6 separate regions of the Mus musculus genome follow, and regions 2, 3, 4, 5 and 6 are each linked to region 1. A link is a contact called in public ChIA-PET, Hi-C and promoter capture Hi-C data. All regions are on one chromosome and are shown on one strand. The core of a region is the stretch at or near the end of the contact, and the rest is flanking DNA. Distances in the headings are between cores, read along the strand shown.

Region 1 (4,906 bases), core at 1,149-3,648:
TTTCTTTCTCTCTTTCTTTCTTTCTTTCTTTCTCTTTTCCTCTTCTTCTTCTCCTTCTCCTCTTCCTCCTCCTCCTCCTCCTTCCCTCCTCCTCCTCCTCCTCCTCCTCCTCCTCCTCCTCCTCCTCCTCCTCCTCCTCCTTCTTTTGGAAGTATAGGCTAGAGGATTCCGGCTGTTGCCATTTTGTCAGATTCTCTTGACTATCCCTCTGGGTCACCTTCTGCTTCCCAGCTCCTCTGGGCTCAGTCTTTTCCCAGGAATGAATGGCAACTGATATGACCTGTTGTCTGGCTATGAGTACAGACTGAATAACTGAGGGGAGGCAATATAAACAGAAATCAGACTGTGGAAGGGCAAGGAGGGATGAAAAACTCAGGGCAGACTGCCTCGTGTCCTATGTGCTGAGGTACGGTTTACCATGAGCAGATAGTTTGGCTTTTAGGAAAGCATGCTAAGAGTTTGGATGTGAGCTGGCTGACTAGGCTTCCTGTGTTGGAAGCGTCGTCCTCTGCATGGTGCTGTCAGGAGCTGGAGCCTGTGGGGAGGGAATGAGATCCCAGGGCGTCTCGGCACTGACGACTGAGGTACAGAGGTGCAGAAGCACCAGAACCACAGGTTTTCCACTCAAGAGAGAAGTCCAGGCTACCATTTTGAATGGGATGGACAGATGGACCAAAGTGCTCTGGGAAAAGAGAAGCCAACTCATGCAAACATGCAAGGCTTCCAATGCTAAAGAGAAGATGAAGAAAAAGAAGCCAGAAACAGAGGTCTGAAGTGAAGGGTCTCCAGGGACCAGGGGAGTTTCCTCAGAAAGGTAGCAACAGTAAGCCACATGCTGGATCTGGCCTTTAGGGCTTTCCTGGTGACCTTTTTCTAGAACATAGTGGACTAAATGTAAGATGAGGAAGTCAAAACAGGGCAGGCTGCTCTCTGAAAACATCAGACAACGAAGGGAAGCAGGGGGATTACAAATAGCCTTGTTTGTAAGAGGAAACAACAGAGCTGTACAGTGGTGGGAATGTAACCAGGTGGCACCACCGAGTGACAGAGGCACCCATGGGTCTTTCCAGCTGCACTGGGGACACTGCTTCTAGTGGCTGTCACTTTAATTTCTGTCCAGAAGATGCCAGGTGCTCTTGAGGTCTGGTGGTTGGCCCTGCAGGGACAACAACACACCCCAGTGTTGAAGGGAGGAAAATTTCAAACTCAACATCTGCGCCACAGCTGCTAGTAAGAAAGAGGGTGTGCCATTGGAGGGCAGCATCGCTGGGTTTCTGAGGTCCTGAGCTTCCCGGGGTTTTAGCTTTATTCTGCCTTCAGTTTTGGGAATAGCAAGAATGCAGAAGAAGTCAAACATTCCACAACTTCTCTAGCACATTCCTGGACTGTGAAATGCGCTCTTCTCTATCTTCTCCTTCAGGCACCTACTGCCAATCTTGTCTGCTTCTTTACAGTGAAGCCTGCTTCCTCCATCCCTCTCCTCCAAATGTCAACATGTTTGTGAATAAAGTAGAGACTGGGGAGAGAGTTGTATGGACCACATTGCCCACGGCCGGGCTCCTCACCTGTAAACAGGTAGTTGGGATGGAGATCACTGTGGCTAGACCTATGGTGGGCATTGAGCCCCTTCCCACCTAGTTCCAACTTCTGCGCCCGCCCAAAGGGTACTTTCTGTTTCTGTCTATTTAGGGAAGTTGCTTTTTCTTGGTATTTAGGGAGTCAGGAAAAGAAAAACCATTGGGTTTTTACATTAGCTTTCAGGTAGGGTTGTGGCTTTTGAGCAACAATAACGTATGACCTTGTGGTCGGTTCTAGATCTACTACTGGGAAGGTGGAACCCAGCTGAAGTGATGAGAGATTCTGGTACCGTGTAGAGGTGGTGGGTTGTGAGATCAGAGGTTGCAGAAGCAGTGCTGGAAGTTTGGATTGGTTGGAAGTTTCTAGGAAGATTCCTGTAGACGGAATAGAGGAATCAGGGTGCTTACTCCTCAGCACATCAGGGGTGCAGGCCTTTTAAGGGTTAAGAGCACCCGAAAAATAGAAGTAGTAGGAGGAAGTGGGGCGCTGGGTCGCATTGCGAGAAGGAAGCAGCTCATCGGAGCTTCCTCTTTCTCCTCCTTCCCCGAAGCCCCCACCCACCCCTCCTGCACAGACAAAACGCTCTTCCGCCCCACGGAACCTCACCTTACTTTTGGGGAGCTGTGTTACTCAGTACTGGTACACAAGCCGAAGCGGATGGGGTCCTAGCGCAGGGCAACTGCTTTGAGTCCTAAACTCTAGGGCTGGATGTACCGGCTTGACACAATCGAGCCACCAGAGGGCGAGAGAGCCCGGCTGGGCGGCTAGCCCTGGTCATACCCCGCCCCCAAAGCCCCGCCCCAAAGGCCCCGCCTCCCCTAGGGTTGTAGAGACCCGGCAGATGCTGGGACTTGCTGCCCGGTTCCAGCCGCTGAGCGGTGGTCGGGGGCCTCACCCCAACTGCTGAGAGTCGCCGCAGGAGAGGGGCTCGGCGCCCGGCGCCCAGCGGGGACTGCAGGTGTGTAGCTGGACAGCCAGGGGGTGCTGAGGACGCGTATAAGAGCTCGAAGCACAGCCAGAGCAGGTTGGGACCATTCTGGAGTAGTGTGCTCCAACTGCAGCCGGTAGGCTGGACAGTTGGCGACCTTCTAGTTCTATAGTTAAGGTCCACCTAGGGGACCGGGGCCCACAAACCCATGGGACAAACCCAGAGGCAGAAGGGGCGTCCCAGGACTGTTCATCAAGATTGAAGTAGCTATGCGGCCAAGTGTGTGTGTGTGTGTGTGCAGCCTCCTGCTGGGTTACAAGCCACCGTGTGCTCTGGAGTGAAGGAACCTGCCTGTCTCTGGCTCTGAACTCTCTGGAGGAACGTGGACAACAGGAGTTGTTTGGCATCAGGACCGGGGCGTTATCCTCCACCGAGCCTCAGGCTGCCCAAAGTTAGTGACTCTCAGACGCGGCTGCGGGCTGGGAATTGCGCGCCCAGCACAGTGTTTACACGCCGGAGACACGCGAGTATGAGTGTGTGAATGTATACACGTGTGTGCATGGTAGGACTGGCATGATGGCCCATCCTAGGGTGGTAGTAGTAAATATGCAAGAAGTTCAGGACAGTAGGAGGAAGGAGGCTGTTCAGAGGGAAAAGGAAGGCGAGATGAAAGCAGCAGGATGTGGTATGAAGTGAGTTAAGCCTCCTGTCGAGAGGAGGGGTGGCTTTTGGCAACAGGAGGTCTAAAAGCAGGCCAACTCACCTGAAGGCCTTTTCTGAATGGCGGTCCACTTTGCTTTCCTTGCCTGGTAAGGCCCGGTTCCCAGAGCAGAGCTATGCTCCTGTAATGCCTGTCGAGTCTTTGGAACCCAGTTGTACAGTACAGCTTTCCAAGGTGAAACACATTTTAAATAGGGTTCTTAAGCCTTGATGGGGGAGTTTGCTTGGTAAGGTGTAAGACGGAATAGAGACCTGAAGTCCAGCCAGGTTCTGGCATATGACATCTCCTTATTTGTAAAACTGGCTGTGTATGTCTGAGCTGCAGTGTCAGGTCAGAAATGAAAGAACACAACGCAATGAGAGCTTCGTGGGCAACCCTCCACTGTGATTGTTACAAGCTCTTACAAGCACATAGAATCTGTATGTTTAAAGAGACTCATTCCCACCGAGGGGCTGAACTGTGCGCTACGTAAACGTGTGTGTGTGTGTGTGTGTGTGTGTGTGTGTGTATGTGTGTGTGTGTAGCCTGGTGTTTGAGCCTTTGGTCCAAATGAGCAGCAACGAATATTACCTATAAGGATATATCCTCAATTTGGAGATGTACATGTGGTTCACATTTTATTTCCATATATCAGTTATTATTTAAAACATTTGTTATTTAATTTGTGGCTGTGGATGAGAGCGTACACGTGCAGGCTTGCTATGGTACATATGGTGGTCAAAGGGCACCTGGAAGGGGTCTGTCCTCTCCTACCCTGTGAGTCCCAGGGACTCAGGTTGTCAAGCAAAGCAGGAAGCTGTCTCATCTGCTCTGTCATTTCTGAGACAATCTCAGCCTGTGCCCCAGGCTGGCCTCCGACTCAGTAGGTAGCCGAGGCTGGCCTTGAGCTCCACTTCACACTCGAAGTTTAGCAATTAAAGTTAACAGATTACTATCATAATAAGCCCTGATATTTCTTTCTTGTCAATACACAAAGTAGTGGTGCATCTTTACAACTGATGGCATCTTACAGTTTGTTAAATACAGGGTATATTTACAGATTGGAGGGAATATTTTTTAGAGGTACATGGGTACACACAGAATTGTGTCAGTCTTCTATCTTGCATACATTTAAAAAATCGAACCTCATTGACATTTTGTGGTATCTAGGTTTTTTGTTTGTTTGTTTTTTTTTTTCTGGGTGTTAATTGTTTTTTGTTTTTTGCTTTGTTTGGTTTTTGAGACAGTCTCACTGTGTATCTCCTAGCTGACCTGAAACTCACTTGTGTATACCAGGCTGACCTTAAATTCACAGACATCTGCCTACCTCTTATACCCAAATGCTTTTTTGAATTGCTTTCAGCAGGGATTAAAAACATGCACCTCCACAGCTGGCCTGATGGGATCTAGTTTTAAAGACAGTGTTGCCTGCTTTGTTGGGTGGAACACATCCGACCTGATTCAGTAGCTTTTCCTGAACGTGATCAGATACTTTGAACCCACCCTTCTCCTTTGTACCTTGGGTCTGCTTCTGATACATTTCCCTCCATCTCTTCCATCTTTCTACAGCACGTCTCCCCCTTTGGCTACACTTCTGTGGTGTATTGGACACTGTGCTAAGTGCTTCGTGCCCTTTCATCTTGATATCCACGCTCTGAGATAGCTGTCGCTATCACTCCCGTTTTACAGATAAGGAAATG
Region 2 (4,906 bases), core at 1,374-3,873, 870 kb before region 1:
GTTGAAGGCTTAGTTCCCAGCCTGTGGTCCTATTAGCAGACAGTAGAGTCTTCAGGATTGATCTGAAGTCCAGGGGAAGTTAGCCCATCTGGGACCTACCATGGATAGAGATATTGGGACTCCAGCCTTTCCTTCCTCTTTCCCTAGTTGGTCTCCTAATGATCACCAGGTGAACAGTTTTCTCCATCACTCCTGCCAAGATGCTCCCTGCTCCACAGGACCGAGTTATGGAGGAAAAACCTCTCAGGCCATGAACCAAATTATACCTTTTATTTTATTTTATTTTATTTATTTTTTGTCAGAGTGTCAGAAAGCTAACATAATCATCTATGGGCAAGACGTTCAGTCTCAACACTTCTATGGAGAGAAGTCTTTTCCTTTGTGTTTCCTCAGTGTTCATGATTGTGGTAAGGCGAGGACTCTGAGTGGAGCTGGGTGACAGATGCCCCAGCAGCCAGCAGCAGCTAGCGAGGGTGAACATCCTTGCTAGATTTTCACTGTAACCATTTTAATGGTTACTACATGTTTCTAGCAAATGTCACTAATTTCCTATTTGAAGGTAAACATAACACTTTATTTTCGACATTCTTTAAAGGAAAAAAAAAGCATGAGTCCATTAGTAAAGAAGAAAAGCTATATTGAGTTTGCTGAAAATTATAATGGTGGTCAAAGGAAAGACAGGCTCTTGGAAGTAAGTGAATCTAGGGGTTAAAGGTCACTGGTCAAATGGACCAGAGTTCAAACCTGTTGACAGCGTGATTTTGGGCAAGTCATTTCATGTTTTCTGGCTATGGGTGACTCCATCATAAAACAGTGATATTAATAGTAAAGCAAGCTTCTTGGGTGTCAAGTGCTTGGCCCAGTGCCTGGCAGTCATTGTCAGGGGTTGTTGCTGCTACATAAAATTCTCATCCTCATGACATACTGACCCTGGAGGCTGACATTCCTGGACTGACAATGGGCAGAGGCCAGCCGTGGACCTGGGAGCTTTGTGGAGAGTAAGCACTCTGTCAACGGCATTCCAGAAACTGCCATCTGTGTAGAATTTGCTATCAGGATTTAGCCAGCCAGGGGCCAGACAGCAGGGGAGGGCCATTCTGCGGTGCATTCTACCGCTGGAAAGGAAGAGTAGATGGCATAGAAGCAGATGGGGTGGCTCAGTGGATTATGGTGATTGCTGCCAAACCTGATAACCTGAGTTCAGTTCCCAGTACCCACATGTTAGAAAGAGAGAACCAACTCCAACAAGTTGCCCTTTGGCTTCCATGTACAGACCATGGCATGTGCATCCTTCATGCTAAGTGAATAAATAAGAAAGAAAGAAAGAAAGAAAGAAAGAAAGAAAGAAAGAAGGAAGGAAGGAAGGAAGGAAGGAAGGAAGGAAGGAAGGAAGGAAAGAAAGAAAGAAAGAAAGAAAGAAAGAAAGAAAGAAAGAAAGAAAGAAAGACAGAAAGGAATCTTTAAAAAGCGCCGTTAGCATATCTGATCCTGCTTTCTTTAACAGGCCAGTTTGTGATATCACCCCTCACCTAGTGTTTGAGAAGTTTTCACTATTTCCTAGTGATGGTAGTGGTCCATCTCTTAAACTATTCCTATGCATGTACTTGATGCCAAACACCTGCTTTGCTTCTGAGAACCTGCAGCTTGGCTACATGCTAGGCACACGGTGCCTGTGTAACCAGCCCCTAATAATAATTCTGGACCCTCGAGTTACAGTAGATTGTTCTTGGGTCAGAGGGCACATTACACAGGCAGGAGGATCTGAGTTCAGAGTCTCAGCAACAAAACGAGCCAGGCGTGGCCACCCCTGTGTTTTGTTATCTCAGCTCTGTGGGAGGAGGAGATAGGAGGATTGCGGCAACTGGGCTCCAGGCTCAGTAAGAGACCCTGGCTCAAGGAAATAAGGCAGAGAGCCATAGAGCAGGACACTTGATGTCCTTTTCTGACATCCTCCTGTGTGTGGAGGGTTGGGGAAGGGGTGGCAAAGACTGGACCTGGGGACTCGTGAGTTTCCTTAGTAGACAGTGATTACAATTACACATTCTGTCACAATCACTGCTGGGGGAGATCAGCATGCCCCACATGACTCTATCTGCTGGGAGAAATTCCCTGGGGAGGACTCTAGAACTCAACTCATTTACTCAAGGATTTGCCTCTGTCTCCACAGCCCTTCAGAGGGTTATTTTGTATCCTGTTGTTGAAATAGCCCTTAGCCAGGAGCAGAGACAGTGTGTCGAATCTTATGAGTTCTATTAACCAACCATCAAACCCAGGACTGGTCTAGAGGACCCACAATATTCCGTCTCAGATTGAGACCAGCCTCGGCACCAGCAAAAGACCTTCCTAAACCAAACAGGAAGAGGTGCCACGAGGCAAGTGCTGCTCCTGAGGAGGGCCAGTCTCTCAATAACGAATAAGGTGGGGCTTGCCTTCTCGGGGTACTGGTGTGATATGGCTTCACTTCTCACTGAACAGGAGAAGCAGGAGGCCCTGTTGGGGCTTTTCACACATGGCTTATGCCTCAGCTGTGACTCATACTAAAAAGTGCTGAAGGATGGAGAACACTCTTAGTGACCAGGGTGAAGGCAGTGTCAAAGATGCCACACCCTGGTCGTTATTTGCCTGTAACCATGACTACCATCTGAGATAGTGTCAAGATTAAGGAATGTTGAGATCTGCTTCCCTCCAGGGGACCTGACTCACTTAAGAAATGTACTTTCAACGAGGGTTCAGAATACCAGGAAGGGTTTAGTACCTGACTCCAACCCACTTGAGCCAGGGTCTTGAAAGCAGAGCTATACAGACAAACAAACAACCGTGCTGTGACAGAAGAACAGGACAAGACTAGGAAGTTTTCAGACACCCTTGGCTTAAGATTGGAGGTAGAGTTGTCAGGTTGTTCTGTGGAGACCACTGGTGGGGTGGCCTCTGTTCAGACTTTCCTCTAGGTGGTCGGGAGGAGACTTAGAGAAGTGGACCCATTTGACTGGTTGGAAAACTGAGGGAAGTAGAATATAACAGGAGACAGAGGAGACCCAGCTGGCATGGGATGGATGCTTGATTCTATCAGATCTCACTAGAACATTCTAGTAAGGATGATGGTAGGACCCAGCGACAAGAGCAGGAGCTATGGCATGCAGCAGAATACACAAAAGCAGGGCAGTCATCAATGTTTCATGTCCATCTGCCCAATTAAATCGTACCACTGTATAACTTAATAACAGCATCTCTATTATTTCTGTTGTCATGGGGACTGCCTATTCCAGATATTGTCCAGAGAGATCAAGTATCTTGCCTAAGCCAGGTGTGGATTTGAACTCAGCTCCCAAGTTCATAGTAGTTGTTGCCAGTACTTTGTACGGGGTTGGTTAGCTAGCAAGGTCACGACAGTGTCATGCTCTAATATCAGTGTTCTCCTAGGCTTTAAGCTCTACCCTTTTTTCACTAATAGACCATGAAATGAATAGAAAACTACTTAGAAAGTGAACCTCTTAGGCCAACCACCTCCTCGTGTAGGGTTCATCTTAGTGCTGCAAGCATTCCGGGAACCCCCTGGCTTTCTACACTTTGGGAAACCCCAGTTCACAGTCTTTGTTTCCTCTGTAAACCACAGAGAAAAGCTATCAGCCAGGGGTTTCTGCACCACCGTTCCTCAAAGCCATTTCTGTCCTCAGAGCATGTAAGTCCTGAGACTGACACACACCGTCTTCAGGTTCAGCTCAGAGTTGAGACTGTTGGAAGGGGTTCCTCAGCACATGTCGATGAGGATCTACATGCAGACAGCAGCCTGACTCAGTGTGGTTGGGGGTGGGGCAGCTGATAGTGGCTCTCACAGATCTGTCTTTGCTTAATCCCCAGAAACATGAATTTTTTGTTTGTTTGTTTGTTTGTTTGTTTGTTAGAAGAGGTCTTAGCAGATGTATTACATACATTAAGGCTCTTGAAACTGCCCTGGGTTATCTCGGTAAACCTTGATGTAATCACAAGTGTCCTTGGCAGGGGGCTAAGGTTGAGATAGGAGTTCGAATGTTTAAGGAAGAGCATGTTGAGGAAGCCAGAGGCTGACACAGCAGTAAGAGGACCGAGCAGCCACCAGGAGCTGAAGGAGGCAAGAGCTGAGTTCTATCACTTCTTAGTGGACATCCTACTCAAGTTGACTTTCAAGGAAAAAGGATTTTCCAGCTTGATATAACTGATCATTCCCTGGAAGTTTAGCTTCAGACAAGGTTTGATCAGGTAGCTTAGCAAATGTTAGCACACTACAAAGTTTTTGCCCTTGCTTCTTCCTTCTCTTTTCTCCATCCCTGTCTTTTCCATTGACTCTATTCCTTGGTGAGCTGTCTGGAAACCCACCCTCAACTTTCAAGCTTGCTTCTCATCATAATACCTCTTTTCCTTAATAATTCCAACCAGGGTCTAAGGATTCATTCTCATAGGTCTGTCTTGGGTCATGGGCACATCATTGAAATCGTTGCTCTGGCCAAGGCACAAGATCTCCTAATTACCCAAGCTGAAGCCATTGGTCCCAGAAACTGTGAGCATTGAAAACAGAAACTTGTGGATCTCTTACCAGTGGGGTTTATACATGATCACCAGTGGCAGGGAGATGCTGCACAGATCTGGATGTTACAGGCTGCTTCTGGTCTCATGGCTACAAACTCCGATAAGATGCCTTGGGATCCCACAGTGGCTTCTACACCACCACACAGATTGTCCTGGCTATTCAGGAGACCCCAAGCCATGTTCACCTCTACTCCAGCCTCTGCTGACAAGGGAGTCTCCCTTCATTTGTTGGGGAATCCAGCAATAGTAGCAGCTGCCATCCTGCGGGAGGAGGGTGGCAGGCATCCATTTGAAAGACCCATTATCAAAGCATCTTTGAACTTCTGTTGGGCTTATGTGACTA
Region 3 (4,906 bases), core at 1,059-3,558, 670 kb after region 1:
CTGAGGCAATTTGCTGTGTCCCAGTTTGACTTCATCTTAAATCCATTCTCTCTGACCACCCCCCCCCCCCCCACCTATTCTGTGCTGTAATAGTAACTAGAAAGTCTGCCTCTAAAGAGGGGCCCCAGGGAAGGAGCAAAGGTGCGTTCTCTCTCAGAACCTAGGCCTCCAATTTACCCGCCCTAGCTCTTTGGTACCTGGCCAGCAACCGTGTACAGTCTGGTGACGGGGAAAAGCCAATGCCAGGAGTTTTAAGACCCAGCTGAGGGAGGGTAAAAGTAGGTCCCGCAAAGAGAACCAGGCATGGGGGCGGGGGAGGGGGACCCCCTTCCTCCTAACTGTCTCTCCAGGAATTTTTGGCTTTTGTACAGGACCGCTGTCGTTGGGTTGGGGGAGGCGCCAAGGCTGTGTGCATGTCCTGGGCCATCAGCCAAGAGAACACGATGTTCCCTAGTGCGCTGGCCGCCGCCCTCTGGGGCTGGCCGCCTCCCAAACCGCTGCCTCTCCAGCCTCCCTGCCCCACATTCCCCAGCTGCCTCGCCCCGCCTCCTGCCTCCGCTTTGACGTCACCTCCCTCTCCTGCCCCCGCTTCTCCATTGACGGCAGCAGAGCCTGGTTACTGTGGGGGACTGATGAGGCCCGACAGCCTGGGCCTTGGGATCAGGTTGGGGCTGTTTGGAGTGCTGAAACCTTTTGTCTGTGTAAATGACAGATAGGGAAGTGGGCGAGCAATGGCTGCTTGGGTCAGAGGAATCACACCTAAATCCTTGAGAGCTGTGGAAAGAGAAAGGGGTCTGGAAAAAAAAAAAAGGACAGCACACGGTCACAACGCAGTACGAGGGGGCAGGAGAGCAGCATCATTTTCAGGAGGAGGAAGCTGAGCACTCAGCCTCCCGTGTCTTTTGTTTTCTGTGTTTCCCTGCTTCTGTTTTTCTGGGTTATTTTATAACAGGTCTGTGTCCCAGCATTTCTATAGAACCTTGTCTCGCCCGCCTCCTCTAAGGGAAACACCATTGTTAAGGAAAGCTTTAGCCACGTGACAGTGAGGGGCGTGCACTTAACAGCTGATTATGTCAGCCGCTGCGTGTTGGCCTCTTCACTTGCCACCTACGTTTGCAGGGAAGCCTGAGAACTACTCAGCCCAGGCCTAGGGAAGGGGACTCTGTCACTGTAGCTCTCCTGGACCCAGACTGGCATGTTGTCCCCCCCTCCCCAAAATCGAGTCTCTATTCTCTTTTTATGAATCAATGCTCTACTTTTCTTTTGAAAACATAATTTGTTGCCTCCTCTCCTGAGGCTCTCTCTCCCCTACCTATCCTTAATAGAAACAGAGCCATCCTGTTTACCGAGCATCTACTGTCAGTCCTGACGCTGAGACGTACTTACCTTACTGCTGAGAATACAGTAAATGAGACAGATGGGCTTGCTGCTGGGTTCATGAACCTTGGCTTTTGTATTCTAAGCAGCAGGAATAAAAAGCCCAATAAAAAGCCCTTGCCACCCAGCCACCCATCCTTTTTCTGCCTACTGCTGCAACTGCCCTCTCTGCTGCCCCTTTTGTAGTACTGGCTTCCTGGTCCCCACTTTTGGGGCAGCCCTAAATGTGGGTGGCTGCATCCTCTGCAGAGGCAGCACTAGTCACCAAGTAGGCTTCCTGGAGACCTTTTCTCTGATTGGCTAGTGAAGCACCTGCTTTTGTTTCCTTTCACAGTAGCCATTGGCTTTCCCTGTCCTTTCCGTTTGTCCGTATCCTTCCATCACCCACTCACCCCTTAACGACACGTGGGCCCTCAATTGCCCTTCTCTCAGGATCTGAAGGGTCAGAGGAAAGGGTTGGATTCTTTATAACAAGGCTGGGGAGAGGCCAGGGAATGTCAGTCTAGGTTTTTCTCTCTCCCACTTCCCTTGGGTAGCAGACATTTCATTCACCCGGCACCAGGACAGGTGTCTTGTTCTGCCAAGCTGGTCAGTTTAGGAAGTAGGTTTCTCTTGAGCACTTCCTGTGGCCCAGGTATCCTCCCTGAAAAGGGGTAGTTTCCCTCCCTCACTTCCCTTTCATTATTGACGGTGTGAGACATCCTGATCGCATTGGCTGACTGAGCGGTGTCTGAGGCCCTTCAGCCCAGCACCAGCACCCAAGTCCACGTGCAGGGATGTGTGTGACACAGCCCTGACCTCAGTGGGGGCCAGTAGCCAATCAGATGCCAGGAAGAGATCCTTAGCCAACCGGGGGCGGGGCCTGCGGCTCTTCGGGCAGAAGGCCAATGAGGGGCAGGGCCTGGCATTATGCAACCCGCCTCCCAGCCTCGCGGAGCTTCTGGGTTGCGGGCCGAAACGGCAAGCGGATGGAGGGCGCTCGAACGGCCAGGTAGGGATCCCTGCTGCAATCCTAGGGTTAGTCTTTGTCCCGGAGCTTGGCCGCCACTACTTCCAACGTGATGGGTCGCTTTCAGCTCTCAGAGAGCAAAACAATAATCTGCCTTTCCTGTCACTATCCACCCTTCCCCGCCCCTGGGCCCTAGGTGTTCAACTCAACCCGTCACGGGTTGTCTGCGTTTGTTATTCGTTCACCTAATCTCCTCCTCTGCTCCTCCAGAGCAGCCATCCTGAACCTAAGAGACCTTTAGCGAACACGACCCCTTTACACATTGCTCGACACTCGGGAGTCCATGGGTTTGCCCTAGCCCAAAGACCCCCTTCAGGCTTCTGCGCTCCCTGTCTTCCTCCCTCCAATTCCTGGCCTCGTGCCGGTCGTGATGTCAACCGCTTCAGGCTGGAACATCCTGTTCTCAGCGCTAGTTCTTGCTGTTGGCCACAGCCTTCCTTCCCTTTTCTCCTGGCGCTCAGAAAATACTTGGGATGGGGGTGTGGTTAGACAGGGAGTAGAGGAAAAACTATATATGCTGGTTGTTGTGTGTCCCCTATCTATGTGGTAGTAGGGTTAACTAGAAAAGTAAGGGACGAAGGAAGATGCCTGAGTCGTTGCCTATGGCAAGTGGTAACTCCAGTCCTGGTGTTTGGGAGTGGGCAGGGGCTTGAGAAAGAAAAGCAGTGTCTTGATCAGAATAATGTTCGAGGCAAGAGCGAGGATGGGGGCGTTTCCACAAAGAGCAGAGGCCGAGTGGGGAAGCTAGGACTTGCTCCTGGAGTTCCTCTAGTTTGTTACTCTTCACATGGCTCCTAGGCTCTTTGGGCCCTGGGAATTTGTTATGGTGGGTGTTCTTCTCCTCCCCGCTGCCCTGAACCTTGTTAGCCAGTATGAGGGTGTGTTGGCCAGTATAGGACTGGGTCTGTTTCCCACTTCCACGAAGATGGGGATTGGGGGAGGAGTCGTTCCTGCCCTCCTGTGGTCCCTCCAGCAACCGCTGAGCTCAGCGGCTGACGTCGGTTTCCCTGGCGACCGCGGCTGTGGCGGAAGCGCGTGGTGGGGCCAGGCACATCGGCGCGCATGTGCAGCGGGGGTGGCACCGCCCCCGGATAAAATTAGCCCGGAAGCCTAAATATAGGAGGCGATCAGCTCACCCCCTGCTCCGAGGCCTCAGAGTCCCAGACCAGGTGGGGACCTGATGAGAATTTGGGCATAGGAAACCTGCAAGCTTTGACCCTCAGCTACTGTTCTAGTCGATTGTTCAGGCTGTACTCATTCCACACTGGCAAGGGGTGTAAGAGATGGCCTACGAGAGCTGCCTTTCTACCTGTGGTATCCTTAGGTCCCCCTAAGGAAATAGAACATATTTCTATTGCAAGCCCCAGGCCTGAGTCACAACAGTGAGGGGCAGGCAGAGGAAGGACTGGGTGTAGCCAGCAGATGCTGTGGGGTTAATAGCTCAGCTTTTGCTAAACATTCCTTTTTGGTTTCTTTTTCTAGGTGTCGTGATTAAATTAGTCAGCCCTCAGAGACAGGCGTCCTACCTCCTTTATCCAGACCTCAAAAGCCCCGTTGTGCACCCGTGGTGGCTTCTTCACCTTCCCTGTTTCGTCCTCCACTGTATGGCCCAGACATGAGTGGTCCCCTAGAAGGGGCCGATGGGGGAGGAGACCCCAGGCCCGGAGAACCTTTTTGTCCTGGAGGAGTCCCATCCCCTGGGGCCCCGCAGCACCGGCCTTGTCCAGGCCCCAGCCTGGCTGATGACACTGATGCAAACAGCAATGGCTCAAGTGGCAATGAGTCCAACGGACCCGAGTCCAGGGGCGCATCTCAGCGGAGTTCTCATAGTTCCTCTTCTGGCAATGGCAAGGACTCAGCTCTGCTGGAGACCACTGAGAGCAGCAAGAGGTGTGTACGAGTGTATGTGTGTGTATGATGGCATGATGCTGCTGACCACGTGGCCCTCCCTCACCTTAGCCTGTTCCTTCTTTTCTAGTACAAACTCACAGAGCCCATCCCCACCCAGCAGCTCCATTGCCTACAGCCTCCTGAGTGCGAGCTCAGAGCAGGACAACCCATCTACCAGTGGCTGCAGGTGTGTAGGCTGAGGGCTGAGGGAGATGCCTGGGGGCCGGGCCAGACTTCGGGGCTAATATCTTTACCCCTTCATTCCTGTGGGTCCTGCAGCAGTGAACAGTCAGCTCGAGCCAGGACCCAGAAAGAACTCATGACTGCACTTCGGGAGCTCAAACTTCGACTGCCACCAGAGCGTCGGGGCAAGGGCCGCTCTGGGACCTTGGCCACACTGCAGTACGCTCTGGCCTGTGTCAAGCAGGTTCAGGGTGAGTGAGTTGTGCTTCCTGGCAGGGTCTGGCCAGGACTTGGACTACTGTAGGGGCCTTTCTCCTAACTGAATATGGCTTGGATTCCCTTCTCCTACAGCTAACCAGGAATATTACCAGCAGTGGAGTCTGGAGGAGGGTGAGCCTTGTGCCATGGACATGTCTACTTACACCCTGGAGGAATTGGAGCATATCA
Region 4 (4,906 bases), core at 1,652-4,151, 630 kb after region 1:
ACCATCCTGTATGAGGTACCCAAGCCCCAAAAGACAAAGAGCGTGGGTTTATTTGTCAATGTTACCTTTTAAGCTAACTTATGTGTACTACGGTCTTAATAAGCAGAGGCTAGGTATTGTGGTAGTTTGAATAAAAATGGCACCCGTAGGCCCATAGGGAGTGGCGCTATGAGGAGGAATGGTTTTGTTAGAGTGGCTGTGGCTTTGTAGGAGGAGGTGTGTCACTGTCTCTCCTGATGCCCGTGGATCAAGATGTAGAATTCTCAGCTACCTGTGCAGCGCCATGTCTGCCTTGATGTCATCATGCTTTTTGATATGATGATAATGGACTAAACCTCTGAAACTCTAAGCCAGTTCCAATTAAATATTTTGTGAGAGTTGCCCAGGGTGGGGGGGTGGGGGCACTGGAGAGAAGGCTCAGCCATTAAGAGCATTGGCTGCTCTTCCAGAGGTCCTGAGTTCAAATCCCATCAACCACATGGTAGATCACAACCATCTGTAATGGGTTAATATGTAATGGTGGGCAGCTACAGTGTAATCATATATATAAATTAAGTCTTTTTTTTTTCCTTTTTGATTTTTTGAGACAGGGTTTCTCTGTATAATCCTGGCTGACCTGGAACTCACTCTGTAGACCAGGCTGGCCTCGAACTCAGAAATCCACCTGCCTCTGCCTCCCGAGTGCTGGGATTAAAGGCGTGCGCCACCATGCCCGGCTTAAGTCCTTTTTTTTTTTTTTTTTTTTTTTTTTTTTTAAAGCAGCTTGTGTTTAAAAGTATAAGGAGGGTTGGTTGGGACTGAGAAGTCAGGAGAATAGAGAATTAAACAAAAAAGAAGTTGCTGTGGTCATGGTGTCTCTTTTATAGCAATTGAAACCCAAACTAAGACAGGTACTTAGACAGGGAAATAGAATATACTGTTATGGAGAGCCAAAGGGGAAACTAGGAGGATTAAATGGATCAAGGAAGGAAGGAAGGAAGGAAGGTAAAGGAGGAAATATGGGGAGGGACAGCTAACACTAAAGGACATTTAAAACCATATGGAAACCTACTATAGAGGCTCCCTAAGACATGTACATATACAAAAGGAATCTAAATGGAGTCACCAAATAGGGAAGACAATGTCCCAACTAAACCTTATGACACCAACTAAAATCTCCACTATCACACCAAATGTCATCTTATTTTGCACACCTTTGGCATGAAGAAGAGGAGGAGAAAGTAATTATAGTAGCAGTAGTAATAGTAGTAGAAAACAAAAGACTTGCAAAAGATGGCTTCTTTTGAAGGAAAAAGAGCTCAAGAAACGAGCAAGGAACACAAGAATAAAGACAGGGCTGGGCATGGTGCCGCACGCCTTTAATCCCAGCACTTGGGAGGCAGAGGCAGGCGAATTTCTGAGTTTGAAGCCAGCCTGGTCTACAAAGGCCCAGGGCTACACAGAGAAACCCTGTCTCGAAAAACAAACAAACAAACAAAACAAAACAAATTTAAAAAAGAATAAAGACAGGGTGAAGGGATGCAAAAAAAAAAAAAAAAAAACAGGAAGATTCTGCAATTACTAGCCACAGTGATTGTGCACACTTTCCACACAGGATTCAGTTTCAAAAACAGGAACAGGTGTCCTTCTGCCTTTAACCCCAGCCAGAACTTGGGAGGCAGAAGCAGAAAGATCTCTGTGATGTGAGTTTGAGGGCAGCCTGGTCTACAAAGCTACTTCCAGGACAGCCGGGGGTATACAAAGATTCTAAACCAAGGAAGAATATTAATTCATTGTTTTGCTAACTAGAAGGGTCCCAGAGCTTTGGCTGTGTTGCAGTTGACGACTTTTCTACCATTTGATTCCTGTCCCACGGCCCTTGGAAAGACTCTCCATCTGTTACAGAAACCACAGTGCCCTGGGAATGTGGCCCGGGGGTCCTGAATCTTCGATCTGGATGTTGTTAATCCTCTCCCTTCTCATTTATTTTAGCCCTGGTGTCTTCTCTCTGTCCTTCCCCCACACTCCGTACCCCAGCGTTTCTTGTTTATATCAAACCTCTTTGCCTCTGAGGTTTCCTCCCTCTGTCAGCAAGCTGAGTTGATGCCCTTGATAGTTCCCATCAGAGACCTTTCCCGACCGAGGCCTCATCTAACTAGTCCTTCTTACTCTCAATCACAGCCCTTTATTTTCCCGAGCGTGCTTATCAAAACGTCTGATTCTTTCACCTATGGAATATTTTCTCTTGTGACAACAAACAAACAAACAACCCTCAATATTATCCTCCAATGAGAGAAATGCTCTACGCAGAGGGGACAGGAGGCCGAAGAGTGACAAAAGCACAGGAAAGTCCACGACCTGCAATTCCCCTGCACAGTGAGTCACTCTGGGCGCTTCAACGATCAGTCTGTCAATGTTTCAAGGATGGAACCAATCAGCCCCGTTCCGCTGGGAATTCCGGCTTTCTCTCTCTTGGCGCTGCTGTTTTTCTTTCTCGGTTTTCTAGCTCGGTTCGGTCCAACCCTGAGCATCCAAGAACCCCTAGAGCTTCCAAAAACGATCCCCGGTGGAGTGCGACTGCTCGGCGGTAATTCCGGACGACACCACCGTGGACATAGAGCCTAAGCTCCGCCCCGGTGGGACTCCGGCGCTCCGGGGCTCGGGTCTTTTAAGACCCGCCCCCTCAACTTTCCGAAGGGGCGGGGCCCCGCGCACAGCTGTCACCCCGGAGCTGCCACCCGACTGGCTTTCACTTGTGTTCTGCAGTTCAATAACAGCCCTCCTCCCGGAACTTCCTGGGGTGGCGACCAATCACAGAGCTCTTCCTGTCCGGACCATTATCATCCGGCTGCCAATCGGCGCGCCTCCGCCAACGCCCCTTAAAGGCGCCGCCGCTGACCGGGGAGCCCGGCGGACGACTCGCGGTTCCGGCCCCCACCCTCAGTATGGAGGCCGCCCAGGGGCGGCTCGGGCCGGAGCCGGAGCTTTCGGTCGGAGCTGAGCACCAGGCCGCGACTTTCAGCGGCAGGCCGTCCCGAACGCCCTCGAAGCCGCCCTCAGTCCGGACGCTGTCCGGGGAGGAAGAGGCTGAGAGCGTTGGGGTCTCGAGCCGTCATCCCCGAGCGTCCCCAAAGACTTGGAGCGGCAGCATCGCCCATGGGCCGGAGCTGGACACTTGGGAGGACAAGCCGAGCTCCCGGGCGACGCCGTCAGGGGCCCGGGGACGCCGGGGGGTGCCAGGTTCCGAGCACGCCCCGCCCCCGTCCTCCTGGTACCCGGAGCCGGAGCCCAGCGAGGATCAGCCCTCCGCTCTGAGGGTCTGCCGTCGAGGGAGCCCCGGAGGCGTCGAGATGAATGTGGAGCTGCCGCAGCAAGAGGGTGACGACGACGACGACGAGGACGAAGAGGCGGCGGCGGGTAGGGCTGGCCGCTCCTTCCCCAGCCGCCTTCAGGACAGCCGCAGCCTGGACGGGCTGAGTGGGGCGTGCGGTGGAGGGGGGTCTTCATCCAGTGGCGAGACCGGCGCGGGCGGAGGACGTCGCGCCACTATCTCCAGCCCCCTAGAGCTGGAGGGCACGGTGAGCCGCCACGGCGACCTTACTCACTTTGTGGCCAACAACCTACAACTCAAGATCCGACTGAGTGGCGCCCCACCACCCGTTCCCCCTGCCTCTGTGCGGCCCTGCCTAACGCCCGCACCCACCCCCACCATCCCTCCCATCGACCCGGACGTGCTGAGGGATCTGGAGCGGCTGAGTCGCGAGCTGGGCGGCCGGGTAGACCGTCTGCTTCGCGGGCTGGGTGGTGCGGTGCAAGAGCTGACAGCGTTGAGTGTGGGCTGTATCCAGACCTACCGCGACGCGGTGGACTCCTTAGGTGAAGCCGTGGACATGAGCATTAAGGGCATGTACACCTTACTTGCGCGCTGCGAGGAGCTGGAACGGGCTTTGCAACCGGTTCAGGGGCTGGCACGCCAAGTCCGAGATATCCGACGCACGCTGGAGGTGTTGGAGGCCCTATGCAAGTGACCAGGAGCATAGAGGAGAGACCATGCGTAACCTGGCCAGACCAGGGTCCAGTAGGACCCTCAGGATTCTTCAAAGAGCCCTGGTGGAAACTGCTTGCTGAGGGGATGCCTGTACGTTAGAGGTTCTTCCACAAGCGTTTAGGAGGCCTGTGCCCATTCTAAGCCTATGGAGTGTGAATGGGGAAGTTGTGAGGATTCTCCTGGTGAAAAGGGATGTAGCTCTGCTTTTATTCAGTTGGCCATCTATAGCTACCCTGTTCTTCCTGACCCTTCTCCCTAAGCTAGAACACCGTCCATGGGAATACAGGCCCTTAGATCTCTGCTGGAGGGTGGGGCAGACACGAATGTGTGATCAGAGAGACCTCAGCCCCGCTGCGGCTATCCGGATCCCAATGGTCACACACCTCAAGTGCCAGGGGCTTTAGGAACTTGAGCGGTTCTTGCCCACACACCATGCGAGGGTGAGGGCGCAACATCTGCATAACCTCCCGCTTCTTTCCTCTGGTCCCCTAAAATGCCACGGGGTGGAGGAGCACATTTCATGATGGAGGGAGAGCGGTGGGGGGCACGGGGGAGTGTCTCACTGCTCTCAGGGTTCCGGTCGAATTGTTACTGGTTTTGAAGCCCACCTGTTGTGGAGTATTCTAATTAATTTTGGCTTTCTGAGTTTTTGTGGAATTAAAGTGCTGCTGCTGCTAAGGCTGAGCCTGTTTTTTTGTGTGGGGTCGAAGGGGTTGAAGAAGCCAAAGGAATGGGAATGAAGGCCCCTGTGGCTCCAGAGCTCCCGGGAGTGGGAACTGGGAGTGTGGGGGAGGAAGTCTTAAGTTAGATGGAGGAGATGCGTCAGAGCTGAGGGAGATCATAAAGGGCCCGAAGAGCCACTAAAGCAGAAACACGAGC
Region 5 (4,906 bases), core at 1,300-3,799, 580 kb after region 1:
AAATGGGAATGGGTGGGTAAGGAAGTGGGGGGGAGGGTATGGGGGACTTTTGGGATAGCATTGGAAATGTAATTGAGGAAAATATGTAATAAAAATATTAAAAAAAATAAATAAAGGAGGCTGAAGTTGTAAAAGAGGCTTTAATATTGGGTGTGGGGGATTCATGCTTTGAAGAAAAGAGAAAAAAATACGCATCTCTGATATAATAGGGGATATAGTTTTAAGTTCCACGTTTTTGTGTGTACAGGATAGCTTGTAACCCAGGCTGACCTTGAATCCCTGATATTCCTATCTTCATTTCTCAAGTGCTAATTGTGGAGTTGTAACATCAAATTTTCACTGTATCGTTCAAGCTGTCCTTGACATAATCTTTCTAGGTGGCTGAAACTACAACAAACCACCACACTGGCTCCAAACGGTTTTTTTTTTTTTTCCTGATTTTTCGAGACAGGATTTCTCTGTGTAGCCCTAGAACTCACTCTGTAGATCAGGCTGGCCTTGAACTCAGAAATCCGCCTGCCTCTGCCTCTGCAGTGCTGGGATTAAAGGTGAGTGCCACCACGCTCGTGCCACCACGCTCGGCCAAACTTTTCTTTTATCAAGAGCTTATGAACCTGTCCTGCTGATACAAGCCTATAATCTCCCCAGAGGAGACAGGAAGATCAGGGGTCCCCCTTGGCCAAAGAGCAAATTCAAGATCCAATATGGTGCTATAGGATACACCACCTGTCTCAAAACAACAAACACAACAGAAACATAAAACAACAAAACAAAACAAAAACAAACAAACAAAACCTCTAAAAAGCCTGTTACTGAAGGCAATGCTAGTCATTGACTAGGTAGCTCCATTTTGCTTTTAAGTAGACACTGGGTGTTTATTTATCATTTTCTTTTTTCCTTCCTTATGAAGTTGAGTCTTTCCTCCCTTCAGTAAATTTGAATGTCAGGATCAACAGGCCTGCTTGAAGAATGTCTTAAAAGAAACTAATAAAACCCCTTAAACAGAGACTCTCTTGTGCTACAAAATCTTTAGTTGAGACACGGCTACTAGGGTGGGGCTTTTGCCCCAACTTCTCTTTCATCACCACAGTGCATATTTCATGACAGAAGGAGTTGTTTGCATCAAAAGTGAAGCTGAATGAAGGGATACAGTAATTTGCAGGTGTAATACTTTGTTGTTTTTCTTTTGTTTGTTTGTTTCCAAACAGGGTTTCTCTGTATAGCCCTGGATGTCCTGGGACTCACTCTGTAGACCAGGCTGGCCTGGAACTCAGAAATCCACCTGCCTCTGCCTCTGCCTCTGCTGGGGTTAAAGACATGCGCCACTACTGACTGGCTACTTTGTTGGTTGTTTTTTTTTTTTTTTTTTTTAATGTAACCCTGGCTGCTTTAAACTCAGGAAGATTCTCCTGCCTCCTGAATGCTGGGATTACTGCACTGCCACATGGTTCCTTTTCTATCTTGCTTTTTATGTGTTTGAGTGTTTTGCTTGCATGAATGTATGTGTACCACGTGTGCAGTTACTCAAAAGGTAGCGCCAGAGCCGGGCCACCTTTAATCCCAATACTCGGGAGGCAGAGGCAGGTGGATTTCTGAGTTCGAGGCCAGCCTGGTCTACAAAGTGAGTTCCAGGACAGCCAGGGCAATAGAGAGACCCTGTCTCGAAAGACAAAAAAACAAAACAAAACAAAACAAAACAACAACAACAACAACAAAGGTAGCGCCAGGTCTCCTGGAACTGGAATGCCAGACAATCTCCTCGCTTTGCTTTTTCTTCCTTTCTTCTTCCTTTCTTCCTTCCTTTCTTTCTTCCTTCCTTCCTTCCTTCCTTCCTTCCTTCCTTCCTTCCTTTCTTTCTTTCTTTCTTTCTTTCTTTCTTTCTTCTCCATATATTTTGCCTGTTTTCCCGTCAATCTCCTTGCCTCAGAACAAGAGGGTTTTTGTTTTGTTTTCTTCAATGAATATACCCCGATCCTATGTGCCTGCCACATAGATGAATTCTGTTTCCTCCGCCAGTACTGAGCTCTTGATTGCCTGACTGACTGAATTAGGAAAAGCAAAGGCTTTCATGAATTGAGTCACATATGGCCACCAAATTCTTTAGCAAAAATTAGTTCTAGACATTAGAGTAAAAAACAAATTTAAAAAGACTTGCTAAATGCAGCAGTGGCTTAAGTCCACTGCACATATCACATATGCTAATGGTGTCCCGTGGCTCCCTTTTTTGTCCTCACTTCGTAGTTCTGGCTGGCCTGAAATTCACTATGAAGAGCAGGTTAGGCTGAAACTCAAAACTCGCAGAGATCCCCCTGCCTCTGCACCCGGATTGCTGGGATTAAAGGCACATGCGATATCCCATCTAGTCTGTGGCTACTTTTAAATTGCACATCTCTGCTTGACAAGATCAGGGAGACTGAAAATTTTAGGTGTTATGAGCCAAGTGACTGTGCGCTCGAGCGGTCTCCCGCCCGCCCCACCCCACGTGAAACACTAGGATCCGGACGCGCCGTCACTATAGAAGGAAAACAGGCCAGATCTGGTGACGCACATCTGTAATTCCCGCCTTTAGGAGTCAGAAGCGGAAGGGTCGCTGCAAATTTAAGGCCAGTAGGCTCCTTACGGCAAGTTCACCGCAAAAGGTCCCTGACGCCCCAGTACCCTGGTGGATGCAGAGGGAAGAGGCAGTGCTGCTCCCTGACGTCACAGGTTCCCTCCCGTGAGCACTTGCGCCCGGAGTTCGCGCGTTCTTCAGGGTAGGGGTTTGGCTCATCATGGCTGCTTGCCGAGCACAACCACCTACCTCCGTGAGTGCTGTTTGTGTGATTCTCGTGGGTTTTTTGTTTTGTTTTCCCTTCTTGTCCTGAATTTCTTTTCTTCCTATACTCCTTCCATCCATTGCCCATGGTCTTGGCCTGGGGAGCGGAGGCTTTTCCGGCCCTTTGTTCCAGGGTCGACCTAGCCTGGAATACGTCTCCGCCCACTGTCGAAGGTTTACGCTCTGTGGGAGATTAGCCTTGCTGGTTGTTGTGGTTACAGGGGCCCTCTGATTTAGCTGGTTTGGGAAAGGAGAAACGCCCCAGTCCTTGGATGGGTACCCCGGTTAGCTAAGCGGGAAAGCATCAGAAAACGGTACTAGGCAGCAGAAGCCATTTTGCTAAGCAAGAGTTAAAGCAAATATCGTTTGAAAAGCTAAATGCCATTGGGTGGAGGTGGAGGGGTCAGAAGGAATAGTGAACTGTCTTGACTTGCTAAGCAACAACTTCTTGGTAGTTGTTAGTGGTCTTTTTATGACAGCGTCACGTTAACATCACCTGGTGCTTGCTATGTAATTCACTGGGCTAGCCTCTACATGTCTCGCACTTGGTGGCCCTTTTTGGACAAAGGAGTGGTTGTTTGAGATTTGGGTCTTACTTTACTGAAGTGTACTGTGGACGGTTGAGCTGAAAGACCATGGTTGAAAACAGAGTCTATGGTATCTTCTTCCACTACAGCAGTGTTAGTGTTGGGGTACCAGAGGTAAAGAGAAGGCCAAGCATGGTGGTTTACACCTTTAATCCCAGCACTGAGAGGCAGACAGATCTCTTGTGAGTTCGAGGCCAGTCTACATAGTGAGTTCCATGACAGCCAGCGCTATGATGAGAAACCCTGTCTTGAAGAACAAACAAACCCAAAGGAGTAAGACATTAGAATTTAAAGGGGTGGATATTGTAAATGACAGGGAGCCAGTTAAGGAGTAGCCAAGGATTCAAGCTAGCTGGCTGATCAGTGAACATGGCTTTAGTGCTGGAGTGGTTTTAAAGAGGACATTTGTGCTGCAGTGCTGGGCAGAGTGATGAGACCAGCTCTCAGGAGAGAGAACTCTCAGCTAAAGGAGAGATCCTTGAGCAACAGTCCTCTTTTAAAGGTCGTTCGTTCAAGGTAGACGATGCAGTCGGGTGTGGTGGTCCAAGCCTTTAATCCCAGCAGTTGGGAGGCACAGGCAGGCAGGCCTGGTGTATATAGCAAGTTACAGGGTAGCAAGACTCCATGGTGAAACCCTGTTTTAAAAACAACAACCACCACAGCAAACGTAGGCAATTCAAGTATTTGAGGGTATAGTGTTAGGCTTACATTATACAAAATGAATCTTGGGGTTATCCAAAATACAGACCTGTTTCATTTGATTCGGTAAATGTCCTTAGTTTCCCTTTTCCCCTCGAACAACCAACGGCAAAAGCCAAAGTCTTCCCTATGTAACTGAGTCTTCCCTCAAAATATACTGTGTAAGTAGGGCATGGTGGCGCACGCCTTTAATCCCAGCACTCGGGAGGCAGAGGCAGCGGATTTCTGAGTTCAAGGCCAGCCTGGTCTACACAGTGAGTTCCAGGACAGCCAGGGCTACACAGAGAAACCACCCTGTTTCAAAAAAAAAAAAAAAGTGACATCTGCCTCCCCCCAAATTTGATTTCACTTTGAGGTGGTGTCACTACTTTGAGAAAGGTTGTCAAGTAATGGGCAGGGCATGAGAGGACTAACAACCAAAACCAAGCAAACCTGAATGAAAACAATGTACTTCTAGCCTTTGATTATGTCAATGAAGTATTATCTGGGTAGTGGATTGGTCCACTGTCCAAAACTCTGAGAGTGAATGCAAAGAGAGAGTGTTTGTCCTAGGTTTAAGTCAGTAGGACTGTTTACACAAGAATGCCAAAATAATTTAGGACATTGAAAGTGGTTTTTCAAGGTGTTAAGGATGTGCTGAATATGGGATATTGACCAGAGATGGAGCTATGATGATTAGAACTAGCTGAAAAGACAGAACAGGGATCAGATCTAGTGGGAGTATATCTTGTCTATATTTAGTTTATAGGGACTCGAGTGCATATGCTTCACTCAAAAAATGGAATGATTAAAAATTACACTCAGT
Region 6 (4,906 bases), core at 1,109-3,608, 540 kb before region 1:
GAACAGGAGCAGCCGAGGAAGGAAGAGGCAGCGGAAATGAGCGCTCACATGAAAGTGGTCTCATCCCCTTTTAACAGTCCGTAGCACACAGTCTGGGGACAGCTGCCACTGTTACTAAGGAGCCTGACCTACTTGTGGGGAAGCTCACTTCTAATTCAGGCTCCTCAGTGCAGTGAACAAATCCTTTAGACATAAAGGTCCGGACAAATGCAGTGAAGGTTTTAATAAGGTGCTTTTTGGTATGAACCCTAAGTCGAATGTATAGGGCTGTCTGTGAGTAGGAATAGCCATTGTGAGAGATTATCTCTATAAAACAGTTTGCTATAACCCCATTGAAAGGCTCTTTTTAAACAGTTTCTAAACCGAGAGACTACTGAGGCAACCTTACAGATCCCAGCCCCATCCATGCCAGAGCAGTTCTTGACACGGAAGCTGTAAATCGATGGTTTTATGCTTGCTGAAAGTCAGAGTTTTAAACCTCCTTTAAAACCTTTCCAGGACAAGACAAGAAGGCATTTTGTCCCTGAGCTTTTAAAGTCAGGTTCTCAAAACAAAATTATCATCCATCAATTTTCCACAGAAATTACATCTCAAGGGCTGGCAGCAATGGCTCAGTGGGCAAAGGCTCTTGCTGCCAAGCCTGGCAACCTGAGTTAAATACTTTCCACACTCACATGGTGGAAGAAGAGAACCAACTCCCCAAAGCAGTGCTCTGACCGCCACGTGTGCATCACGCACGAACATGCACAGAAACACACACAATAAGTGAATAAGTAAAAATGCATTTCAAACAAATTTAGAAAATAAAAACAAAAAATAAATTCCGTTTCAAGCCCGGGGTAGTAACTCATGCCTGTAACCTCAGAACTTGGGGAAGTTGAGGCAGGAGGACTGTCACAAGTTCAAGGCCAGCCTGGACTACAAAGTTAAGACCTTGTCTCAAGAGAGAAGGTTAGGGGAGGAGCAAAAGAGGGAAATTTTATCAAGCATCTTCAAGTTTTTACCTAGATGTCTAAACTACAATTTACTATGTGCCAGCCCCTAGTGAAAACAATGGCCAGCCATAAAGACATGAAATTGAGAATAATAACCCAAATGTTACTCTTTATTTCATTGGTCCTTATGAAAGGTGTCTCCTAATATCAGAGGTGAAAACACTACAAGCCACAAAAGAGTAACTGTTTGCACATAAGTGCCACATAAGTACGCACACACTGCACACAAGTACACATACACACAAACACATGCATGCACACACACATGCACACACACACACATGCACACACACACGTGCACACAGACCTGTGCAGAGACCTCACTCCTCATGAGGCATCGAACCTTGCTGAGAATACACTGTTGAAGCTGGGCCCAGGAGATTGTTCTATCTTCCCGAATCAAGAACGGTGGTCCAAACCTGGAAATCCAAGGAAATAAGTCATTTCTGCAGAGGAAAACCCAACAAGAGTCATGGATGTAGGATTCGCTCTGGTTCCTCTCCAGTGGATTAGAAAATTGTTAGGAGCCAAGTACAATATGGAGTTGCTGGTTGCTTATATATGTTACACACAAGCTGCAGTGCAGACTATTCTAAGAGATGAGCTTCCTTCCAGAGAACAGGGAAGAAGGGGATGTGGGAACAAGAGCAGGGCATCTAGATGACAACACTATCTGTGTCCTGTCTCAGAAATATTCTCATTACTGACAAGTTTTCCACATCCCAACCCACTGAATGTCCAGCTGTAGACTTGTCAGTGAGCACAGGATGTCCGTAGGAACCCCAGCTCTGTCACAGACACCCTCGCTGTGAGAAGATCTGACTCGATAATGCAAAACTGTTGAATCGATGTTGCTAAAGCTAGGCACAAACATGAAGGTCCCTATCTGGATAGGGAAGGGCCCTGTGCAGCCCCTGATGGACAGATCAGCTGATCAACCTAGTCCTGTGCTGTGCAGCACTCTGAGTTGCTTCCAGTTGGTTATTATTGGAACAATGCTGCTTATGGCAGGAACTACACATAGTCTTAGACACAGACCCTCCACTCTGTGGGACCACTTGTCCTCCTAGGATGGAGGTTCTATAAATAGAAAGGCAAAGCCAGTGCCACCCAAATGTCCTACAGAAAGCCGTGGCAGTTTACCAGGGAAGCAAGTATCTCTCTACTCAGGTCCCTGGATAAAGAGCCGGCTTTCTGTTTTATCATCTTGACAAGTAAGTTGCTTTGTTCTTGCTCAGAACGACTAGTGCAGATTTCCTTAGCAATCTGAAGAACTAAAATAGAATCTCCCTACTTCTGTTAGACTTTCCTCGCTGCCAAGGACACTGCATCTTTTACCCCATGTGTGTGCGTCTGTGGATTCCTCTTACCATGAGAGGTATTATCTCATCTGAGCAAGAGCTAGGTTTTCTGTAACTAAGGTGAATCCTTCAGTCTTACAAGACCTACATATTTTCCCTCATTTTCTTTTGCCTTTAAGTTTTTACATTTGGGGGTGAGGGGGTCACTGGCAAGATGGCTCAGCGGATAAGAGCACTGACTGCTCTTCTGAAGGTCCTGAGTTCAGATCCCAGCAACCACATGGTAGCTCACAAACACCCCTAATGAGACCTAATACCCTCTTCTGGTATATCTGGAGTCAGATACAGTATACTTATATATAATAATAAATAAATATTTGGGCCAGAGCAAGCAGGGACTGAGCGAGCAGGGCTGACCGGAGTGAGCAGAGGTCCTAAATATTCAATTGCCAACAACCACATGAAGGCTCACAACCATCTGTACAGCTACAGTGTACTACTCACATAAAAAAATAATAAAATAAATCTTTTCCTAAAAAGTTTTTACATTTGGTTTCAGTTTAAAATGTTAATTTTTTTGAAACATAAGCCTTCTCTTTCGTGGCCTCCTGTTTTATGTGTTATAAAAACAGCCTCTTCTACTCAAAGACATAAATAGTCTATGTTGGTTTTCTTTCTGTTTTGTCTGCTTTGTTGAGAAAGGGACTCACTCAGGGGAGTGCCAGCGTGCTCACCTACACTGCTTTCATGGTTAACTTTTCTGTGATTACTTTGTTAATTAATTGGGAATTTATATGTAAAAATTTACAGCAAAAGAAAAGATTGTTTTAAAATAAAAAGCAATTTGTTTAGCCTTAATTATTGGATAAAGCATCCATCCCCAAGACTATGAAATAAATTTCATTTTATCATATAATAAATACCTAAAGATACTTTGGCCTACTTGGTTCTGAGATTATTTTCATATACTTTTATCTACATCATAATATTTTAACAATTAAATTTTTATTGAGCTGTATATCACACTATACACCTATGATTCTAGGAGCTAAGTAGGAGGCTAAGGCAGGATTATGAATTTAGAGCCAGCCTGAGCTACATAGGGAGTTCAAGGCTAGTCTGGGCTACAGAGTAAGATCCTATTTCAAAAAAACATCAGCGGCAACAGCATTGTGGTTGTCACCATCTCTCCTTCCCCCTCCCCTGACATTCCTGGGTATTCCTACCACCTTACCATCCCAGATACCTCTTGGAACTGTTTTTATCAATCTAAGTACCTCTCAGAGGAATTCTCCTGTTTTTATTTTGTATTGTTATATAGGCTGAGCCTTGTACATACTAAGCACACACTACAGCACTGGGCCACACCAGAATTCTCTCTCTGTCTTTTAAAGTTTATTTTATTTTGTGAGTATGAATATTTTTGCCTAGATACATGATTGTGCATCACATGCATGCCTAGTGTCAGCATAGGACAAAACGAATCTCCTTGGAGTTACAGATGGTTGTGAGCCACCATGGGATATTAGGAGCCAAAGCAGGTTCTCCCGAAAAGCCACAAGGACCCTTAACCGTGAGCCGCCTCTCCAGCCCCAGACTCCTTTAAACATCTTGTTAGCATTTTAGCTGGCACATGATCCATATACACATTTACAGGGTCCATTGCAATGTTTCAATGCATGCACACACTGTAGAAGGATCAATCAGGGTCATATCTGTCAACCAAACAGTCACAATGTCCTTTAAGACACTTAATCTGACTATAATCAAAAGGTTGTCTGTTTTTGACTATTTATAATATAACCCAGTCACTCTCCTGAACTCTTTAATTAGTTTGAATCACGTTCCAGCTCATGTCTCCTGGACAAACTGTCAAACTACAAACAGTGCTGGGTTTTATTTCCTTTACCTCCACCCTTTTATTTCCCCCTAGTGACCTGTCTACCATGTAGCTCCTGCTGACCTGTAACTTGCTACGTAGCAGAGGCTGGCCTCACAATCCTCCTGCCTCAGCCTCCAGACTGACTGAGATTACAGGTGTGCACAGCCATGCTTCACTTCCCTCTTGTAGCCAGTTTTCCTGCACTGTATGGATGCTGCTAGCCTTCATGAGTCGATATAAAGTAGTAGTGGTGCGGACAGTCACAACCGCTCCTGCAATTAACGGGAAACCTCTGGTGTTTAATTAAGGATGGTGTCGCCATCTGCTTGAGGCAATTACAGCTAATCCTCTTGCTCAGAAGCACTCTGCTCTCATCTTCTACTTTATTAACAATGGGAATAGATACTTATTTTATTAAGTTAGAATTATTCTAGATAGAAACCAAGTATAGAGCCCAGTAGGGTGGTCTACTGTGTAATCCCAGCACTGGGGAGAAAGAGACAGGAAGATCAGGAGTCCTGAGGCAGTCTTGGTTACAAAGTGAATTTAAGGCCAACCTGGGCTATATGAGATGAAGAAAGAGAAGGGAGGCAGGGAAGGGGGCATTGAAGGAGGGAGGGAGGGAGGGAGGGAGGGAGGGAGGGAGGGAGGGAGGGAGACGGGTGGCAAGCACAGGTCTACAAATCCCACTTACCACATGAACACAGGGAGGAGATTCACATACCTGC

The links. Promoter capture Hi-C pulls out the DNA fragments that hold promoters and counts their contacts. Hi-C and Micro-C count contacts between places; a contact is called where the count stands out from the background. ChIA-PET counts read pairs in DNA pulled down with a chosen protein or histone mark.
Region 2: a contact with region 1 is called in a Hi-C map of B cells, with 8 read pairs. The contact joins the enhancer-like site here to the promoter of Pik3r5 in region 1. A contact is called at or near these places in 1 of 39 promoter capture datasets (pre-B cells), 1 of 484 Hi-C or Micro-C datasets (B cells) and 1 of 115 datasets of contacts at active chromatin or transcription factors (microglia).
Region 3: an RNA polymerase II ChIA-PET map of memory CD8 T cells shows a contact between it and region 1, with 72 read pairs. The contact joins the promoter of Per1 here to the promoter of Pik3r5 in region 1.
Region 4: a contact with region 1 is called in an RNA polymerase II ChIA-PET map of memory CD8 T cells, with 15 read pairs. The contact joins the promoter of Borcs6 here to the promoter of Pik3r5 in region 1. A contact is called at or near these places in 3 of 115 datasets of contacts at active chromatin or transcription factors (T-cell acute lymphoblastic leukemia, memory CD8 T cells and pancreatic cancer cells).
Region 5: a contact with region 1 is called in an RNA polymerase II ChIA-PET map of memory CD8 T cells, with 8 read pairs. The contact joins the promoter of Ctc1 here to the promoter of Pik3r5 in region 1. A contact is called at or near these places in 1 of 484 Hi-C or Micro-C datasets (CD8 T cells) and 1 of 115 datasets of contacts at active chromatin or transcription factors (memory CD8 T cells).
Region 6: a promoter capture Hi-C map of hippocampal neurons shows a contact between it and region 1, with 3 times the contacts expected there. The contact joins the enhancer-like site here to the promoter of Pik3r5 in region 1. A contact is called at or near these places in 7 of 39 promoter capture datasets (3T3-L1-derived adipocytes, the C10 cell line, embryonic stem cells and 2 more), 2 of 115 datasets of contacts at active chromatin or transcription factors (large pre-B cells and pancreatic cancer cells) and 1 of 9 other capture datasets (embryonic stem cells).

The regions. Positions count from the first base shown.
Region 1 is chr11:68,429,727-68,434,632 of GRCm38.p6, forward strand. Pik3r5 (phosphoinositide-3-kinase regulatory subunit 5) reads left to right here and starts at 2,399. Exons shown (of 19, transcript NM_177320.2): 1 at 2,399-2,536. Gm32046 (a long non-coding RNA gene) reads right to left here and starts at 2,359. Exons shown (of 2, transcript XR_388771.3): 1 at 2,185-2,359; 2 at 962-1,952.
Region 2 is chr11:67,560,813-67,565,718 of GRCm38.p6, forward strand. It overlaps a transcript of Gas7 not described here. Among named protein-coding and RNA genes, the nearest start is that of Gas7, 23 kb to the right of the region's middle. Within about 2 kb of position 2,624, at least 117 of the 459 cell types and tissues checked have an H3K27ac peak or open chromatin away from gene starts, as enhancers often do. A contact at or near this core is called in B cells, where this site is marked.
Region 3 is chr11:69,096,641-69,101,546 of GRCm38.p6, forward strand. It overlaps Per1 (period circadian clock 1), which reads left to right and starts at 2,309. Exons shown (of 23, transcript NM_011065.5): 1 at 2,309-2,368; 2 at 3,869-4,276; 3 at 4,365-4,463; 4 at 4,556-4,710; 5 at 4,811-4,906. The coding sequence starts at 4,002.
Region 4 is chr11:69,056,874-69,061,779 of GRCm38.p6, forward strand. Borcs6 (BLOC-1 related complex subunit 6) reads left to right here and starts at 2,902. Exons shown (of 1, transcript NM_028005.3): 1 at 2,902-4,703. The coding sequence starts at 2,925. The coding sequence ends at 4,007.
Region 5 is chr11:69,013,362-69,018,267 of GRCm38.p6, forward strand. It overlaps Ctc1 (CTS telomere maintenance complex component 1), which reads left to right and starts at 2,550. Exons shown (of 23, transcript NM_001013256.2): 1 at 2,550-2,804. The coding sequence starts at 2,772.
Region 6 is chr11:67,886,448-67,891,353 of GRCm38.p6, forward strand. It overlaps Usp43 (ubiquitin specific peptidase 43), which reads right to left. Exons shown (of 15, transcript NM_173754.4): 7 at 4,903-4,906; 8 at 1,303-1,414. Among named protein-coding and RNA genes, the nearest start is that of Usp43, 33 kb to the right of the region's middle. Within about 2 kb of position 2,359, at least 7 of the 459 cell types and tissues checked have an H3K27ac peak or open chromatin away from gene starts, as enhancers often do. A contact at or near this core is called in hippocampal neurons, where this site is marked.